4 separate regions of the Mus musculus genome follow, and regions 2, 3 and 4 are each linked to region 1. The links are chromatin contacts, called in public HiCAR-type and promoter capture Hi-C maps. All regions are on one chromosome and are shown on one strand. Each heading gives the region's core, a stretch centred on a gene start, on an enhancer-like site or on the middle of the called end of the contact. The rest is flanking DNA. Distances are from core to core; before and after follow the strand shown. Region 1 holds the start of Cyp2u1 (cytochrome P450, family 2, subfamily u, polypeptide 1). Region 2 holds the start of Casp6 (caspase 6). Region 3 holds the start of Gar1 (GAR1 ribonucleoprotein). Region 4 holds the start of Sec24b (Sec24 related gene family, member B (S. cerevisiae)).

What was found. Promoter capture Hi-C pulls out the DNA fragments that hold promoters and counts their contacts. HiCAR-type assays count read pairs that join an accessible place to other places. Capture Hi-C pulls out chosen DNA fragments and counts their contacts.
Region 2: a contact with region 1 is called in a promoter capture Hi-C map of pre-B cells, with 7 times the contacts expected there. The contact joins the promoter of Casp6 here to the promoter of Cyp2u1 in region 1. A contact is called at or near these places in 4 of 39 promoter capture datasets (hippocampal neurons, liver and pre-B cells) and 1 of 115 datasets of contacts at active chromatin or transcription factors (astrocytes).
Region 3: a contact with region 1 is called in a HiCAR-type map of astrocytes, with 5 times the contacts expected there. The contact joins the promoter of Gar1 here to the promoter of Cyp2u1 in region 1. A contact is called at or near these places in 4 of 39 promoter capture datasets (hippocampal neurons, liver and pre-B cells), 1 of 484 Hi-C or Micro-C datasets (CD4 T cells), 1 of 115 datasets of contacts at active chromatin or transcription factors (astrocytes) and 2 of 9 other capture datasets (adipose tissue and liver).
Region 4: a promoter capture Hi-C map of adipose tissue shows a contact between it and region 1, with 2.4 times the contacts expected there. The contact joins the promoter of Sec24b here to the promoter of Cyp2u1 in region 1. A contact is called at or near these places in 2 of 39 promoter capture datasets (hippocampal neurons and pre-B cells), 1 of 484 Hi-C or Micro-C datasets (Th1 cells), 2 of 115 datasets of contacts at active chromatin or transcription factors (astrocytes and embryonic forebrain) and 1 of 9 other capture datasets (adipose tissue).

Annotation. Positions count from the first base shown.
Region 1 is chr3:131,300,830-131,304,912 of GRCm38.p6, reverse strand. It overlaps Cyp2u1 (cytochrome P450, family 2, subfamily u, polypeptide 1), which reads left to right and starts at 1,686. Exons shown (of 5, transcript NM_027816.3): 1 at 1,686-2,233. The coding sequence starts at 1,786.
Region 2 is chr3:129,899,317-129,903,761 of GRCm38.p6, reverse strand. It overlaps Casp6 (caspase 6), which reads right to left and starts at 2,347. Exons shown (of 7, transcript NM_009811.4): 1 at 2,256-2,347. Gm46825 (a long non-coding RNA gene) reads left to right here and starts at 2,331. Exons shown (of 3, transcript XR_001783989.2): 1 at 2,331-2,445; 2 at 3,642-4,445.
Region 3 is chr3:129,828,770-129,832,673 of GRCm38.p6, reverse strand. Gar1 (GAR1 ribonucleoprotein) reads left to right here and starts at 1,278. Exons shown (of 7, transcript NM_026578.3): 1 at 1,278-1,556; 2 at 1,821-2,079; 3 at 3,183-3,337; 4 at 3,710-3,769. The coding sequence starts at 1,833.
Region 4 is chr3:130,058,015-130,062,303 of GRCm38.p6, reverse strand. Sec24b (Sec24 related gene family, member B (S. cerevisiae)) reads left to right here and starts at 1,397. Exons shown (of 24, transcript NM_207209.3): 1 at 1,397-1,735. The coding sequence starts at 1,636.

The DNA of each region.
Region 1 (4,083 bases), core at 437-2,936:
TCCAGTTTTATTTGGACAAAGTTGTACAAGGATTGGAAGGGCTCTCTTAATTCCAACTGTGTTAGGAAAAAGGGGAGGGGGATTCATTTCACCGAGTATCATTCAGTTGCAAAAGTATAAGAAGATATTTTTTTCCCCCTTAGGAATGGCCAGAATCCAAGCTAGGAGACTGGTGAACCGGATGTGTTCATAGCCTCTAATATTTTGGCAAAGAATGTGACTGCTCCCCGAGGGTGACTAAAGAACTTGCCTGAGGTTAAATTTAAGAGAAAGTGACTAATTTTTTTGCAGAGAATATTTCAAAGAGGGGGCACGCGGCAGCAGTCTGGGTGTTTGGTGGCAGGGAAGAGGCAGAAGATAAGACAAATGGGTCGGATAGATTCCTGCTGTGCCATGAAAAAGGGGGACTAAACAGCTTAAGATAATTTGTGAATTGAGCTCACCCGATAGTAGTGGGTTAGAGAATGGCATAAAGAGAAGGAAATGCCGTATTGGAGACTGCATCTGCCAACAAGCAGCTGGAAAGTGTATGTGTGCTCTGGGGAGAGTACAGTACTCCTGTGATCGCACCCAACAGTGGAAGCGTAAACAGGGGGCTTCCAATTAAGGCTGGACTGTGAGTTACAGGAGCGGCCAGTTGCAAGACAGTAACAAGATAATAATGAACATCTTAATGTCTTATACTCGGAAATCTTGTTTAAAGTCACACAAGAAAAGGAATCTGATAAGGGTTAATTACTGGAAATGTGACAGGGGCTTTTGTAGTTTGTGGAGGGGAGAAGGAAGAATGTATTTGTGTACTTTACTAACTACGGCAAAAGCAGTAGAGAACAGTAGATATTTTTTAAAAACCCACATAATAGGAAAAGAAGTCACCACCCTTCAAGCTTTGGTCATATTTATAACGCACCATAGTGTTCAAATTCTGTGTGGTGTGTGCGTGTGTTTGTTGGGAGGGAGTGATCTAACACAGGAACCAAACGTGGATCACAGGTGAAGCACTTCCCTACCACAAGCATGGGCTAGAATTTGACCCCCTCCCCCAGCATGGTAGTATATGTCTTTAATATGTGAATTCTGGAGGCAGATGTAGGTGGATCTCTGAATTGGTAGCCAAACTGGTCTACATAAGGAGTTCTAGGCTATCAAGATTCAAATAAAAGTAGAAAATAGAAATAAGAATAGAAAAATTAAAATAGAAAAAAAAGGGGGGGGGGCATCGACAATTCTAGGGAGAGTCTAACCGAGAGAAACCACAACATCTGGCCTGTAAATGACAGGAAGGTAAAGCACTCTGGAGCCATCCCCAGATGTTGGAATATCCACACATCACATTGTTGGATACTAGCTCAGCATTTCAGGTCTTGTCTAAGGCTAATTAATAAAGCAGTCACCCAGCCCGGGTTCTCTGAGTGTTTTGATATAGTCAGGCCATATGCAGAAACCCACAGAAAGCTCACACCCCCTGGAGGAGCCTGCTGCTGCTAGTGCACTAAACTGGCAAAACAAACAAACAAACAAACAAACAAACAAACAAAACCCCACTCAGGACAGCTCAGCTGTGCTGCGAGAGACCACTCGTCACCACCAGCCGTCCCGTAGGACGTCCCGCCCCCACCTTATGCAGGAGCAGCTGACTGGAGGATCCCGAGAGGGGCACGCGGCGCAGCCAATCGGAAGGGCGTGCCTTGCCCTGCCTCGCGGTTGACCTTGAGTCATGTAGCCGGCTACTGTCGCGGTGCCGGCGCGTCTGCAGCGGAGCTAGATGCAGGCGGTACCTGGGACATGTCCTCGCTCGGGGACCAGCGTCCCGCGGCAGGGGAGCAGCCGGGAGCTAGACTGCACGTGCGGGCGACAGGAGGCGCGCTGCTACTTTGCCTGCTGGCGGTGCTGCTAGGCTGGGTTTGGCTGCGGCGGCAACGCGCCTGCGGCATCCCTCCGGGGCCCAAGCCTCGGCCACTCGTGGGTAACTTCGGGCACTTGCTGGTGCCGCGCTTTCTACGACCGCAGTTCTGGCTGGGCTCGGGCAGCCAGACGGACACGGTGGGCCAGCATGTGTACCTGGCCAGGATGGCCCGTGTCTATGGCAACATCTTCAGCTTCTTCATCGGCCACCGTCTGGTGGTGGTCCTCAGCGACTTCCACAGCGTGCGCGAGGCGCTAGTGCAGCAGGCTGAAGTGTTCAGTGACCGCCCGCGGATGCCGCTCATCTCCATCATGACCAAGGAGAAGGGTGAGCGCGCCGCGGGCTCAGGATCCCCAGGCGGCAGGACCTGCGTCATGACCAGCATAGGGGATAGAGGACGGAGGCGTGGCTTTCTAGTGTGCGATTAAAGTGGGAGACACACTGGAAAGTGAGGGAGGTGTGGGCACCAAACTGTAAAATAAGGACCACCCACCCCGGAAGCCTTCCTTTGTCCCAAGTGAGGCCTTCTCACGCATAGGTCTGATCTCAACGTTTCTAAACATTGGCTGTGTTAGGAAAAGGGGGAGGGGGATTCATTTCACCGAGTATCATTCAGTTGCAAAAGTATAAGAAGATATTTTTTTCCCCCTTAGGAATGGCCAGAATCCAAGCTAGGAGACTGGTGAACCGGATGTGTTCATAGCCTCTAATATTTTGGCAAAGAATGTGGCTGCTCCCCGCGGGTGACTAAAGAACTTGCCTGAGGTTAAATTTAAGAGAAAGTGACTAATTTTTTTGAGAGAATATTTCAAGATAGCCAGTCTGTTCCCAGAGCCCGTGTATATCTCCCTCGGCAGACACAGGGTCTCGATCTCCTATTCTCCAGCCACCTGTCAATCCTGTGTTCTGTCTTCAGACACTGAAGTACAAGACTGAATCCATTGTGGGTGGCATATATATGCTTCGGTTCAGGAGAGTGGCCCCCTGACTTCATACTTTGATATCCCCTCCCTCACCCCATTTCTAATTTTGCCTTGGAAACTCCCCATGTAAGGCCTCAGAAAGCTCTGGAATTGGAGGCACCTGTAATGGGGAGGGCAGGTGTGAGCACTGGGCTGGAGCACGGAGAGCTTGACTGCTATATCAAGGGTAGTTAGTTCTTGTTCCTAAGGCCACTCCAGCCTCTGCAGAAAACAGAAGTTGGATGCGCTGAATTGCGTGCACCTTAGTGGCCTCTTGGCTAGAGTTGGGTTCAAGATGAAGGGTGTATGACAGCCACTGTGTAAGATGCTTCTGATTTAAGACAGGGATCTGTAAACGTTCACTCTGAATGAAATTTAGAGTAAGGATACACAACTAATCTGGCCACTGGTGAAGGAAGACCAGGAAATCTCTCTTGGCTTAAACCTCCAGCGTTCTGCCCTCTCTTCATCTGATTTAAGTGACAACTCAAGTTTATAGCCATCGGCCACAGTAAACAGACTACCAGTGTTCTGGGTCGTGTTCAGACCCCAAGGCAGGAGAATCACCTTGGCATTCTGGCTACCAGCCTAGCAGCGAGCTGATTCAGTAAGAGGCAGTCGACAGAGTAAGGCCGAGAGTGACAGATCGGGACACATGGAGGCCCTTCTCTGGCCTCCTCATGCACCTGCCTATGGGTTATACACCCTCAACCCCACCCCAGTTATCTATATGAAAAAAAATGTATTTTTATCTCACTGGAATTATAGGTAAGTCATAGAGAATTAATTAAAAATGAAGAAAATAAAAAATCTGGGGCCTGGAGAAATGGCTCATGTGATTGAGAGCATTTGCTATTCGTCCAGAGGGCCTAGGTTCAGTTCCCAGCATCCACAAGGCCCTGCCTAACTTTCTGTAACTCCAGTTCTGGGGGATCCAGCAGACTCTTCTGGTCTCTGTAGGCACCAGGCACACATATAGTACACATACATACATTCAGATAAAACATGCAGAGATGGGGCTGGCAAGATGGCTCAGTGGTTAAGAGCACTGGCTGTTCTTCCAGAGGTCCTGAGTTCAAGAGCCAATAACCCACATGATGGCTCACAACCATCTGTAATGGGATCCGATGCCCTCTTCTGGTGTGTCTGAAGAGAGCAATGGTGTACTCATATTCATAAAATAAGTAAGTAAATATTTTTTAAAAACATACAAAG
Region 2 (4,445 bases), core at 1,098-3,597, 1.4 Mb after region 1:
GGGTTGTCTCACACATCTCCCTCAGCCTAGTCAGGGCCTAAGTAACTGTTCAAGATCTATTAAAAATAACATCCAGTTTCAAGGCTGTCAAATTCACGCCCTCACTAAGGGTTTGTTTAATGTAAAGCTGGGGTCTTTTAATAAAGTTTTGACATGTATTTGTGTATGTGTGGGAGCTGGCAGACACACGCCACAGCTCTGTGGAAGTCAGGTGACAACCTGCAGAAGCAGGTTCCTCTTTCCATAATACGGTCCCAGGTCCCAGGGTTGGTGGCAAGTGCCTTTACCTGCTAAGATCTCTTGCCAGCACTCAACAGTTTTAATATATACTTAATATATGTGTAGGGAAATTACAATAGATAGCCAAGATATCTGTCTTAATTGGGGATTTCATTGATGTAATGAAACACCATGACCAAAAAGGAGTTGGGGAGGAAAGGATTTATTTGGCTTATGCTTCCATGTTCATCGCGAAAGGAAGTCAGGACAGGAACTCAAACAAGGCCGAAATCTGGAGGCAGGAGCTGATGCAGAGGCCGTGGAGGCAGATGGTTTACTGGCTTGCTCAGCCTGCTTTCTTTTAGAGAGAACCCTGGACCACAAGCCCAGTGATGGCCGAACCACAGTGGGCTGGGCCCTCCCACACTGATCACTAACTAAGAGAAAGCCTTACAGGCTTGCCTACAGCCTGATCTTATTGGGCACTTTCTTAACTGAGGCTCCCTCTTCCCAGATGACTTTAGTTTGTGTCAAGTTGACATAAGACTACCCAGCACAACACGGATGCAGGCTTCTCAAGAGAGTCTTGCCTTAGCAAGGGTTCAAAAGCAACGTACCCCAGACTGGCCTCAAATTCACATTCCTTTTGCCGCAGTCTTCAGAGCCTGGCTCACAGCAAAGCAGCTTCAAAGCGTATATGGCACAGCATTTCCCCAAGAGCTGTTCTGTGTTATCTACGCTGACCTTGAACCTGAGACTTTCCGGCCTTGGCCTCTTTTGTAGCAGAGATTAAGATAGCCTATAGGAGGGTTAGAAATGTGTGGTCTCCTCTGTTCTGGTTCTCAAAACTGTACACAGCATTAATCGTCAGTCTTGGCCATGTCTCACTTCTCCTTTACTGTTCGACCCTACAGTAAGCATGGCCTCTGAGCTCCTTAGTTTAATTTGTATAAAATCACTCACCTCTTTTTCTCTTTATGGTACCCTCCAGATAAAGCTATCAGCCACTGTAATTGATTGCATGGGACGGTAGATACTTTATCTTACTACTTCCAAAGCTCAAGAACACAGAACAGGGCCAGTCCTGCCTAAGGTCGGAACCGAAAGCCCGGCACTGGTGGATTACAAAGTCTGTACTACATGTCACCAGGCATTCCACTAAAGGTCACTTTCCAAACTAGTGACCTTCATGAGAATCTACCCATATTCCCTGTCAACCATCTACTTAATAACCTGTAAGAAGTAACTCACCTCCCTAGAACATACTCTGGAAAGGGCACATACACATAGAACTGAACAGGAGAGGAAAGGAATCAAACAAAAGGGTGAGCGGCACGGTGCCCTCCCCCAACCTGGCTTCCCACCCCTCACTACTCATCCCTAAACTGGAGATGACCACTAGACCCTGTGTGTCCAATAGGACCACTCCTGGTAGGACCATGGGGACTTTTACAGTTTTCCTCTGGAATAAGGACAGAAGTTCTGAAATAAAGGCCGTCTCTGATAGACCTTAAAGATTTTTCAGGCTTGACGTCGGTTTTGATAGGCGACAGGAAGCCTGTTCTGAGGGAAGCAAGAACTAGCAGTTTATCACTGTGTGGAGAAAAGTTATTTGGGGCTAACGCGTAGACAGCAACAGGTTTGCTGGCTGCAGAAGACACTGTGGCGGAGGTGCTCGCCCAGGTCTGGCCTTGGTTAGGGGTCTTGAGCCCGGTTACCGCAGGCCTGTGCCCCAAGCCTTGGTCCGCCTCCTCTTCCCACTTTTCAGACAGACGCGAGCAACAAAAACAGGATTCAACTTGCAGAGCCAAGTTCTCCACTACACAGTGCAAGCGCCGCCCTCTAAAGTTTAAACAGCCGGGAAGCAGCGGACGTGAGGACAAAAGCGCTCGGCGGGGTTAGCCTGAGCAAAATACCGCTGCTACGTCCTTCACTGCACAGCGCCGCAAGCCCACTTCTGTCAGTCCTAGCAGTCCCCGGAGGCCACCACCCTTCTCTGCCCCGTGCCCCACGCACGCACGGGTGTCCGCACTTACCTGCCCGCGAGCTCCCACCGGTGTCCTAGCCCTGAGGCCTCCGCTCGTCCACCCGTTTCCTGCCAGCCCCGCCCCGCCTCCTGCCCCGCCCCAGGATCCGCCTCTGCCTCCCCAAGCAACTGGGCCCTTTGTCACCCAGGCAACGCCAGGACGCCACTGCGTCTTCCTCCTGCACAGAGCCTGGCTGTGTGTAAGCATATGTGTATGTGTAAGTGTTGGGGAAGAGGGCACTGCCCGGGGAGCAAGTAGGGCAACTTCACGTCCAGGGTGGTGAACTCAGTGTTGCCGTCCCCGCCCGACAATCGCTCTTCGCCACTTCATCTAGTGCTCAGTTTAGTGTAGAGAGCTTACTCTACAGTCAGAGGGCTTTTTTCCTCATGTTTTTGTTGTTGTTGTTGCTGCTGCTGTTTGGACAGGGCTTTAGACAAAACAAAACGGAGGCAACTCCTGGACTTTCTTCCCACCCCCCAACCCCCTCTCCTCCCTCCTTCCTTCCCTGAGTCTCCTGTAGCTGAGGTCCTGACCTTGATCCTTCAGCCCCCACACTCAGTGCTGTGATAACTGTCTTTGTGCCACTGCACCCAGGACTCTCGCATGCTAGCCTAGCACTCTACCAATTCCTGGATGTTTAAGTCTGGCTTATAAAAGTAGGGGTAGTTTGGCAGTGCATGCATAAATTCTAAGAACGACAGTCTATCTGTAGGTGATGGTGACCATGGCCTTTCCTGTCATATTGTGCCTACTGTGTGCCACCTTGTCATTTAAAAGCAAGCAACTATAGATGATAAAAATTATGTTAAGGTGTTACCAGCTGACTGAGGAGTCTTTTATTACACTACTTAATCATGCGTATATGTGTAGGAAGTGTGTGTGTGTGCATGTGTGTAGGAAGTGTGTGTGTGTGCATGTGTGTACATAAGGGAGGTTCTTTAACAGGGCAGGGCGGGCTCACACATGCGTAGTCTCATGCCTGCTGCAGCAGGCTTTGGGCATCTGCAGGTATCTTTGCACAGCCTTTGGCCTTCACTAGTCTCAATGTCACCATTTCTATTAAAATAAGACAGTGGAAGTCTTGCTGTGTCTTGCTTACTGAATAAACCTTTTTCCTTGCCCCGAAAACATGTCCGAAATTAATTGGGCCCCTCTTGATGGCAAGTAAAGAGGGTTAGGCTTAGTAATATTCAATTGTCTTAATAATGATTTTCTCTGTCATTACGACATGGCATTTCAAGCTTTCCCTCCAGTGGTGGTGACCAGTTAAACCTGCACTCAGAACCGTGCCTTTCATGGGGGAAGCTCAGGGAAAATGGCTGGGAGTTGCTCTCCGTTCTCTTGTTTGGGGAAACAGTGTGGTCTATTTTTATTTTTATTTTTTTACTTATTTAGGTCTCATCATCCCCAGCCCAGCTGCCTAGACCTAGCAGAGAGTGAACTTCAGGGTGTCGACCACCGTCCTGGTTTGAATGGCTTGTCTGACTCCCAAGACTGCCTATGCTTTGGATATGACTTTCATTATTTATCTGAGTCCTGACAATGCATCTCTATCTCACTATATAGGAGCAGGATCCTCGACTGGCTGGCCTTCCACAAATTTGAAAGGAGCAGATAAAAGGGACTGCTTTTCATGCTTTAGTACCTTCTTATCTCAAAACATTGTTATTACTTCTTTCCCCTTTTGATACATGATCTTCCTATATAACTCACACTGGCCTTGAACTTGTGATTATCCTGCCTCACCTTCCAAGTACAAGGATTAAAGATAGGCACAATCACACCTTCCTTATTGTTTCACTTACACACACACACACCCCACACACACACACCTGCACGGTTATTTATGCACATGTTTCCATGTGCCCATAGAGTCCTGAGAAGAAGGACCTTAGAGCAGGAGTTAGAGGTGGCTGTGAGCTGCCCAATTAAACCCACTACAGGGCAGCAAGTATATCTTCTGAGCCATCTCTCCAGACTCCATTAATTTTATAGTCTATGTAATTAAAGGGATTTCATTATTTTGTGCTGTTTTATTTTAATTATTTATTTTGAGGTAGGTCTCCCTTTGTAGCCCAGTCCAGCCTCTAACCCATTATCCTGCCTCAGCCTCCAGAGTGCTGGAGGTATAGCGTGCACATCTAACTGTAATTATGGATTTTGAGGTAACATTTCATCTAACTTGACATTCAATAAATT
Region 3 (3,904 bases), core at 29-2,528, 1.5 Mb after region 1:
CGGAAGAAGTTAAGTCAACAAGCATTTATTTAGTCTGGGGCCCAGAATGGGAGATGTTGCCTGTTGTGATGTTTGAGCATCTGAATTCTTAGACTATATTGAGTGATTTGGAGTGGCAATGAAAAAGGGTAGCAGTGTCAAAAGGCTGAACTCAGCTATGACAGTACAAAGGTACTTCACAGGAATCAACAGAAACCCATCAGGTTTGATTAGAGATTGCCACAAGCCTAGAATAGAGGTAGGGATAGTGCTGATTATATGTGTGTGTGTGTGTGTGTGTGTGTATACATATATATATATGGTGTGTATGCATGTAAAATTACATATGTAATTATTACATATATTATAATTCAGTATTTTATAATTGTATGTTCTATATTACATATATTATATTATAAATATAATATATAATTGGATATATATGGTTATAACATCTAAATTTAAAGTACATTTGCCCAATTTTTAAAAATATTTGGAACTGGTGTGTACTTTTTCAAGAAGTTTACAGTTTAGAGTAACTGGCATACTGGAATTATTAATGTTTCTATATCTTTTACAAAGATCTTTCAAAAATCTATTCACAATAATCCTCTGATATGCGGATCAGTCTCTACTTTCTTTCAAATAAAAGGTGATATTGTCAAATGCCAAGAGATGTTTCAGACAATACAGATACAAAAGAAGTCAACCAAATTTAAGAACTAGAGGTCACTTCTTTTGTGATGAGTGAAGTTTTAGTGATGTAAGGAAACCGATGTCGGAGATGAGAGTGTTAAGGAGACGGGAGGTGAGGTGTCATCTATAGATGGGTGCATAGTCTCTCGGAGTTCAAAACGTACTTGATGAAGACATTGAGACCATATTTAAAAATGGTTGCCTTTCTGTCATCTCACACACAAACACACACCCTTTCCTATTTAATAATAACAGAACACGGACACACAGGCAACTTCGACACACACCCTTTCGTATTTAATAATAACAGGACACACACACACACAGAGGCAACTCCGTTGGCGGTGACAGGTTCCGACGTCCTGGGCTGAGCACCGCTTGAGTGGCCAACACTCCGTGGAGCAGAGTCAGGTCGGGACCTTCTCGCAACCCAAGAAGTGACAGAGCCCGGCGAGTAGCACCAACTGCAGCCAGCACGCTTCAGCGACGACACGCCTCACCAGCTGTTAGCACGGAAGGACTCAAACAACTCCGTTTCCAAGGGCAACGCGCCGCCACACTTCCGGAAACGTCGCGTACGGAGGGCGCTGCGATTTTGCGTCACTTCCGCCACCTCTAGCGCGGTGGCCCTTGCGTGGATGAGGTGGGGGCGGGGGGGGGTCACGCTGGACGCTATTGTTTCTCTTCCGGTGCTGTGTGCTCTACTCGGTAAGGCGTTGGGACCGCTGCGTCCGGTAGTGACGGGCCCTTCCTGCAAACCAGCCCTTCCAATTTCTAGTCTGGTAACATTGGACGGCTACGGTGGCCGAGGAGGTTTGAGCGCGCCGGAAGTGTCCCTCCGCGCGCGCGCGCCGGGCTAGGCTGGAGACGCACGTGGCGCGGTGAGTGCGGCGGAGGGCGAGCGAGGGTGAGGGCACCCGCGGGGCGGGATGCGGTGGAGAGGCATGGGATGCGGTGGCGAGCCACGGGTCGTGGGGCTGGGGCGAAGACACCGCTCTCTCTGCGCTCGCCACTTGGCTGTGTGGGCGAGTGGCAGGGCGGCGTTTACTGCTGTCCCCTTCTTGGTGGCCTGAGCGAGGCGGAGGGGACTTAGATAAATGATCGACCCGCGGTGACCGGGAGGAGCGGCCCGTCTATTTCGCCAGGCCGGAGAGAGCATGTCTTTCCGAGGCGGAGGTCGCGGAGGCTTTAATCGCGGTGGTGGAGGCGGAGGCTTCAACCGTGGCGGCGGCAGCAACAACCACTTCCGAGGGGGCGGCGGAGGCGGCGGCGGCAGTTTCAGGGGCGGAGGCGGCGGCGGCGGCGGCAGTTTCAGGGGCGGCGGCCGAGGAGGATTTGGACGAGGGGGCGGTCGTGGAGGCTTTAATAAATTTCAAGATCAAGGGCCTCCAGAACGTGTCGTCTGTAAGTCGTCTTCTGAGCTTAACCTCCTTTGCATTGGGAATAGAATCCGGTTTAAGTTATTAGTGCGTTTGTTGATAAGACTCCGAAAGGCAAGTCGCTTGAGTGCCCTGACACGTATAAGGGACTGATCATGAGAACCGAAATGCAGTGTGGAGGTGAACTTGAGTTGGGACTGAAAAGATGAGACTTAGACAACATTGAGTACCTGGCTCCTTCTAAAGGGCAGAACACTTTTTAGGATTAAGTATGATTCCTTAGTGATATAGTTGAAACACAAAGCCAAGTTTTTAGTTTTCGTAGCTCATATTTTCAGTTACCAGAAAATACCTACAGAATTCACACTCCATAACCATGCAGCCTAGTTTGAACACTCATTCCCTTGCACCCTGCAAAATCATGTTGTAAATAAGTGTGTGTACTATCTTGTGTAGGGCCACATTCATAGTTCCCTGGGTTCCATGCTGCCTGAAGTCTGTGCATTGGACACACGGATGGAGAAGGGATTTCAAAAGAAATATAAGTAGAACTTGGCTGATAGTGAGAAGAAAAGGTTCTAGTTGTTGCTAAGGTTGGGGAGTTAGTTTTGTAGGCGAATGGTATTAATCCTGGGTTACAGAAACAGAGGTGCCTTGTGTTTGCACACTTCCCAGGAAGGGATAATCACTGGTGAAGAAGTGGTAGTGGTGATGAGTTCTGAGAAAGGAGGGAGGGATCAATAAAGCCAGAGTGGTTCACATTTGAGGCTGGGGAGGAAGAAGAGTCAATGGAACGTAGCATTGAATGCAGCTGTAACAGCCATGACAGGGTAACTGGTGGACAGCGAGTGAGCACCATTGTAAGCACCTAGTTTGTTGTTCCTGTTGCTTTAGCATCAGGTGTGGCTGCAGTTAGATGTGACTGGCCTCATTTTACAGTGTACAGACAGAAGGGGAGTCTCTTTTAGGTCCCCTGGTAGTGGCATGCTAACTTGGGACTACAGTGTTGACAGCTGAGCTCTGCCATAGAGGGGATCAGATATGGGGAAAGACAAGTGGCAAAGCCCACTGGATTCCCGAGTTGGTCAGTGTTTGCAGTGGCCTCGTGTCTGTTCTGTGCTGTTTCAGTGTTAGGAGAATTCATGCATCCCTGTGAAGATGACATCGTGTGTAAATGTACCACCGAGGAGAACAAGGTGCCCTACTTCAACGCCCCTGTTTACTTAGAAAACAAAGAGCAAGTCGGGAAAGTGGATGAGATATTTGGACAGCTTAGAGATTTTGTATCCTTTCTGATTGGGTGAGTCAGCAATCTTGTTAAGAATTATCGTGTCCCTTCCTCCCCAGCCAGAAATATCAAAGCAAACTCACTGTTTCATTCAGTGAGATAGCAAAGCTACAGACGAGTCTCACGGAGGAGGATCTGTAGGGAGCGCATCCGTCCATATTTAAAAATGATGCGCCAAGGAGAGATGGCTGTCCTCTGGGTTCTGGGAGTGGTGGCCATTTGAATACGTGCCACCAGATTGTATTGGCTCTTCTGTCTCTTGGGTTTTTGGTTTTGTTTTAATTATTTTAAAGAAAATGCCATTTCTACTTGGAAATTTCTTATAGCTAGGCATTCTTAGTGTCTTTTTCCTTAATTTAATTAATAGTATTTTTCAGTTAAGTTGTCAGAAAACATGAAGGCATCTTCCTTTAAAAAGCTACAGAAGGTGAGTCATACTTAAATTAAGATTTTGGATTCAGAGGGGGTGGTGTGTGTCTTCCTTGAGACACTCACAGCTCCTCCAGTTCGTGAAGTGAAGTGCTGAGGCTGTTCCACAGTAGTAACCAAGCACTGAGTTACC
Region 4 (4,289 bases), core at 148-2,647, 1.2 Mb after region 1:
CACTCAAACACTTGAGTCTTCGGGGCCATACCTACTCAAACCATCACAGTGGGGAACAGTTTCCCAGGTTTGTTAGGAAGGCTGCCTTTTATCTAACTGCCAGAAACCCTCCTATAGTCCAGGCTGATGTTTGGATTGCCATTTGGAATTTGGGGTACGGAAGTTTCCTTTAGGCCCAACACAACCGACCAACGGAAGTAAATAATTTTGGAGCCATTACATTATGGAGATCTATGGAAGTGTAATATCTCAGTCTGTGTGAGGAATCTTCCCTGAAGAAATAACATATCCATACACCTGATTGAAATCAGCTAACATCAAGAACACATTGCAGAGGCAGAAAGCCAATCGCCTATTCTTCCCTTACTCACATGGTGTCACCCTTAATTTTAGTAAATTCAAAGGACTCCTGGCAAGGGCTTGAACTGTGACCTCCTTGATGAAGTGGGGGTGTGATCTCTAGCTCAGGGAGGCTGAGCTGCTGCGAACAAAGCCACAATACACATGAATACAGAGCATAATGTGGCTGGAAATCTCAGAACTCCAAAGTTTATTTTTAGTGCGGTTCGATAGGGCATCCGTCATTAACTCACGGCAACTATTTAAGGAAGGCTTTGTGTTCTAGAACTACGAACCTTTGAGGTTGGCATAACCTTCCAGTAAATAGGATTCCAGCGCTCCGGAAATGCCATCTTACTAGATCACATTCTGAATCCGAACGTTTTTGAGCAGTTGCACACCCACCACTGTGTGACCGTGACCTAGTTGGGACCAAGATGCCCAAATGACTTGGATAAAGTAGTCTTTACTTGCCAGTCAGCATGCTGAACGGACCAGGGAGATTGCTTCTAAGACTTCACTAAGGTAGTCAAAGCAAGCTGACCTGTCTTCTGGATGCCACAGCTCTCCTAAACACCAACGGGCGGGCGGAGCCAACCCTTGGTGGGTGGGGGGAATATAAAGTTCGTCTTCAAGCTCTCCTAGTATTAGGCATTCATCTTTCTCCTAGCGTTTAAAGCCACTGGTCAAAGTTCTGGCTTTACTGCCACTGTTATGGGGAATCTGTCATAGAGAAATGTTTTCTCTCTGCTTGGGAATTACACATTTTCAATCAACATTTAGCTTGATTGCGCTGTTAATTTGGAATTAAGTTGGAGTGGGGGGGGGTGGCGTTGTACAAGAATAAATAACAAATCCAAAGCCAGGCTTCCTCTTCCGAGGATGGGTACGTGGGTGGGCTGGGACTGGCGTGACCCAGGACTCGGGACCTCAGCCCGCAGCTTTGCACCGCTCTGCAGCACTGCAGGGCGCAGGCTCCATCCGGGTAGCGGCGGCCACCGTGGCCCGCGCCTTTCCCTTCGGCGGCGGCGCCGCAGCCGCAGTCTGGCCTGTGCGGGGAGGTGGTCGCAGCTCCGGCCTGCAGGGGGCGCTGGCGCGGGAGGGCTGGGCCGGGGTCCGCACGCGTGCGGTGGTGGCGCGGCCGAGCGTGGGTGCCCGGGCCGCGGTCGTCGGTGAGAGTGACTCGGCCTGTGACGCGGGCGCGTTCCTTCCTCTTCCTCTTCCTCCGCGGCCCCGCCTTCCTTCCCTCCGCCCATCTCCCGCCGCGGAGGAGCCGCCGCCGCCAGCCGCGCCGTCATGTCGGCCCCCGCCGGGTCCCCTCACCCGGCCGCCGGCGCCCGGATGCCGCCCAAGCTCGGCGGAGCTGTCTCCGGCCTGGCACCGCCGCAGCAGAACGGTGAGGCGGGAGGCCGGGGCGCGGCGTGGGGCCTAGGCAGGCGGAAGGGAGGGAGAGCGGGCGGGCGGGCGGGCGGCCTGCGCGGTGGCTGGGGGCGGGCAGGGCAGGGCCGGACCGGGGAGGCCGCGGTGGGGCCCCGAGGCCGCGGTGGAGCCTGGAGGCCGCGATGCGGCGAGGGGAGCGACCGAAGGGCCGGCAGGGCGGGGCCGCCGGCCGCCTGCCATCCAGGCCTGCCCTCCCGCGCGGACCGAGGCCGGAGTGGAGGGGTCGGCGGCCCGCACGACCGTCTGCTCCGACCTGGGCGCCGGCCGGTTGCCCCGGGCGACCCTTTGGGCCCCGAGAGCTCACAGGACGCCGGGGCCGCAGAGTGCTTGGTCTATGGAGGGCTGGGAGCAACCTTGGTACCTGGTGGATCGCATCCTTCCGGGCCCCAGGAACGTAGCTTTGATTTTTTTTTTTTTAAGGCCCAGCGAGCACGCCGCCTGGAAGGGAACTTAGTTTGCACTCAAGTTTGTAGGCAGAAGGATGTAAATGTGCTGCAGAAGTGTAACTGTAACCCCGACCCACTTCGGCCTCGGATCTGTTGTGGTTTGCCGCTGCGGTTGCTGCTCAAGCCTTTGGAGTTCGCTTGTAGTAGTGTAGTGTTCCCGGGGTAGCAGGTGTCAACTAAGCGAACACCTTTAGAGTCCCCCATCTCCAGCTTCACTTTCAAGTCTAGGAAAACGTGCCAGAGTTGCTTGGCCCTGTTTTGATGCAAGGCCTGCGTAGGGAAACACGACTGTGGCTTTCATACAGAGGTTATAGGCTCCGAGCATGCAGGAGTTATTGCTGAGAAATGATCTTACCCTAGCGTGCCTGGCCCCTGCTCTGGATATCTGGAATGTTCCTAAGTAGGGGAGGGGCCCTCCTTAGAGAGTTGAGTGTGTCTAATGAGACCCTCCCAAAGTAAAGCGAAGAAAATCCCTCTGCCCTGTGTCAAAAAACAAAACTACTCAATACTCATCAAATCATTGGCCTAGTTTACACAGCGTGCTAATCAAATTTACAGCCAAAGTTTGGAAAATCAGTAATGCTTTTCAAACACGAAACACCCCAAGAATCAGGTGGAATTTTTTATTCACAATTAAAAAAAAATGATGGTTTAGTCTTAAGATCCCTAGGTTGGTCTTACTTATCAATATTTCATGCTTCTTATAGTTGTTGTTTAGTATCAAGAGCTTTTGAAGGTGAACGGTGTCATTTGTATCACACTTGTCCAGGTGAAAACATGGTTTGTGAGCAGCTTTGTCTATTATGTGTGCCTGGGTATAAATGACTGTGCCCCTCCTTGCACATAGAGTTCAGAGGATAACTTCTGAGAGTTGGTTCTTTCTACCTTGTAGGTTTTGGAAATCCAACTTAGGTAGGCTTCTAGGAACTGCTAACTAGGCTTTGTTTTGTTTGTTAACATTGTAAATCAATGTTTAACAGTTTCAGGGACGGTGTCCTTGATTGTCAAGTGTCATTTTTATTTTTTAGATGACACAGAGGTGCCAGGACATTTACTCAGCCACGTGGTTGTAGGAATAAATCCATGTCTTGATGCCCAGTGGGAATGATACTTGGTTTCTGTTTATTCTTACTCTTCATAACAACATCTGAATTGTCGTCTAACATCTGTTGCTTGGCTACCAGGTCGATATTCAAAGTTAGAGTAGTGGATGAAACAGAATCCCTCCTCCTGAATTGTATTTTAGCAACATTCAAATTGGTTCTGGCTGGTCTTGAGTGATTTGGTAGGTAGTGGGGGTGGGGAGGAGAGGGAAGGGCTGTCTCTAGGAAGAGGTTACATCATGAGCAATCCTGGAAGTGTGGGCTTAGAAAGGGCAGGCCCTGGGTAGAAACTGGAAGCTGTGGAGAAGAGCAAAGGGAACTGGGTGGAAGGGAGAGGGAGGAAGGTGGAAGGAGTCATAGAGAGGCCAGGTTGCAGAAAGGTCTTGAGACGTCATGCAGAGGCATTTGGAAATACAGAACTAGAGTCCCTTTGGTTTGGTTTTGTGGAAGGGATTAACGAGCCCAGAGATGAGAGGATCAGATCTGATTTTGTTCCTCGGTTTTAGAGAAAGTCATCACGAAGATTAAACAATAATTTCAGTTTTTGTTATGTACAGAAATCACTTTGCTTTCTATTTACTATATCCCTGGAATTCCAGCCATGGTAATAACACCAAAGAATAGATCAGAAGTATGAAAAATACCATGGGAAAACAAGCCAGGGACAAGAGAAACACCATAGCAGACAGAATGAGGTCACTTCCTTCATAACCTCGGTAGACTGGGAGCAGTATCTGGTCCTGTCACAGTGAGCTAAAACTCTTGGAATTTTGAGAGCGATAGGGGGTCTTTGTTACTCATAACGATCATTGGCTCTGCACCAATTTTACACTAGTGTAATTAAGTCATAAGATGGGCCCGGGTAGCCTCAGGATGAGACTGGTGAGCGGGGATCTTTCAGTCCCTACTTAGTAACCCGGGTAGACATTCTGGTTTGACCTGCATGCTTTTGGAGGCACCC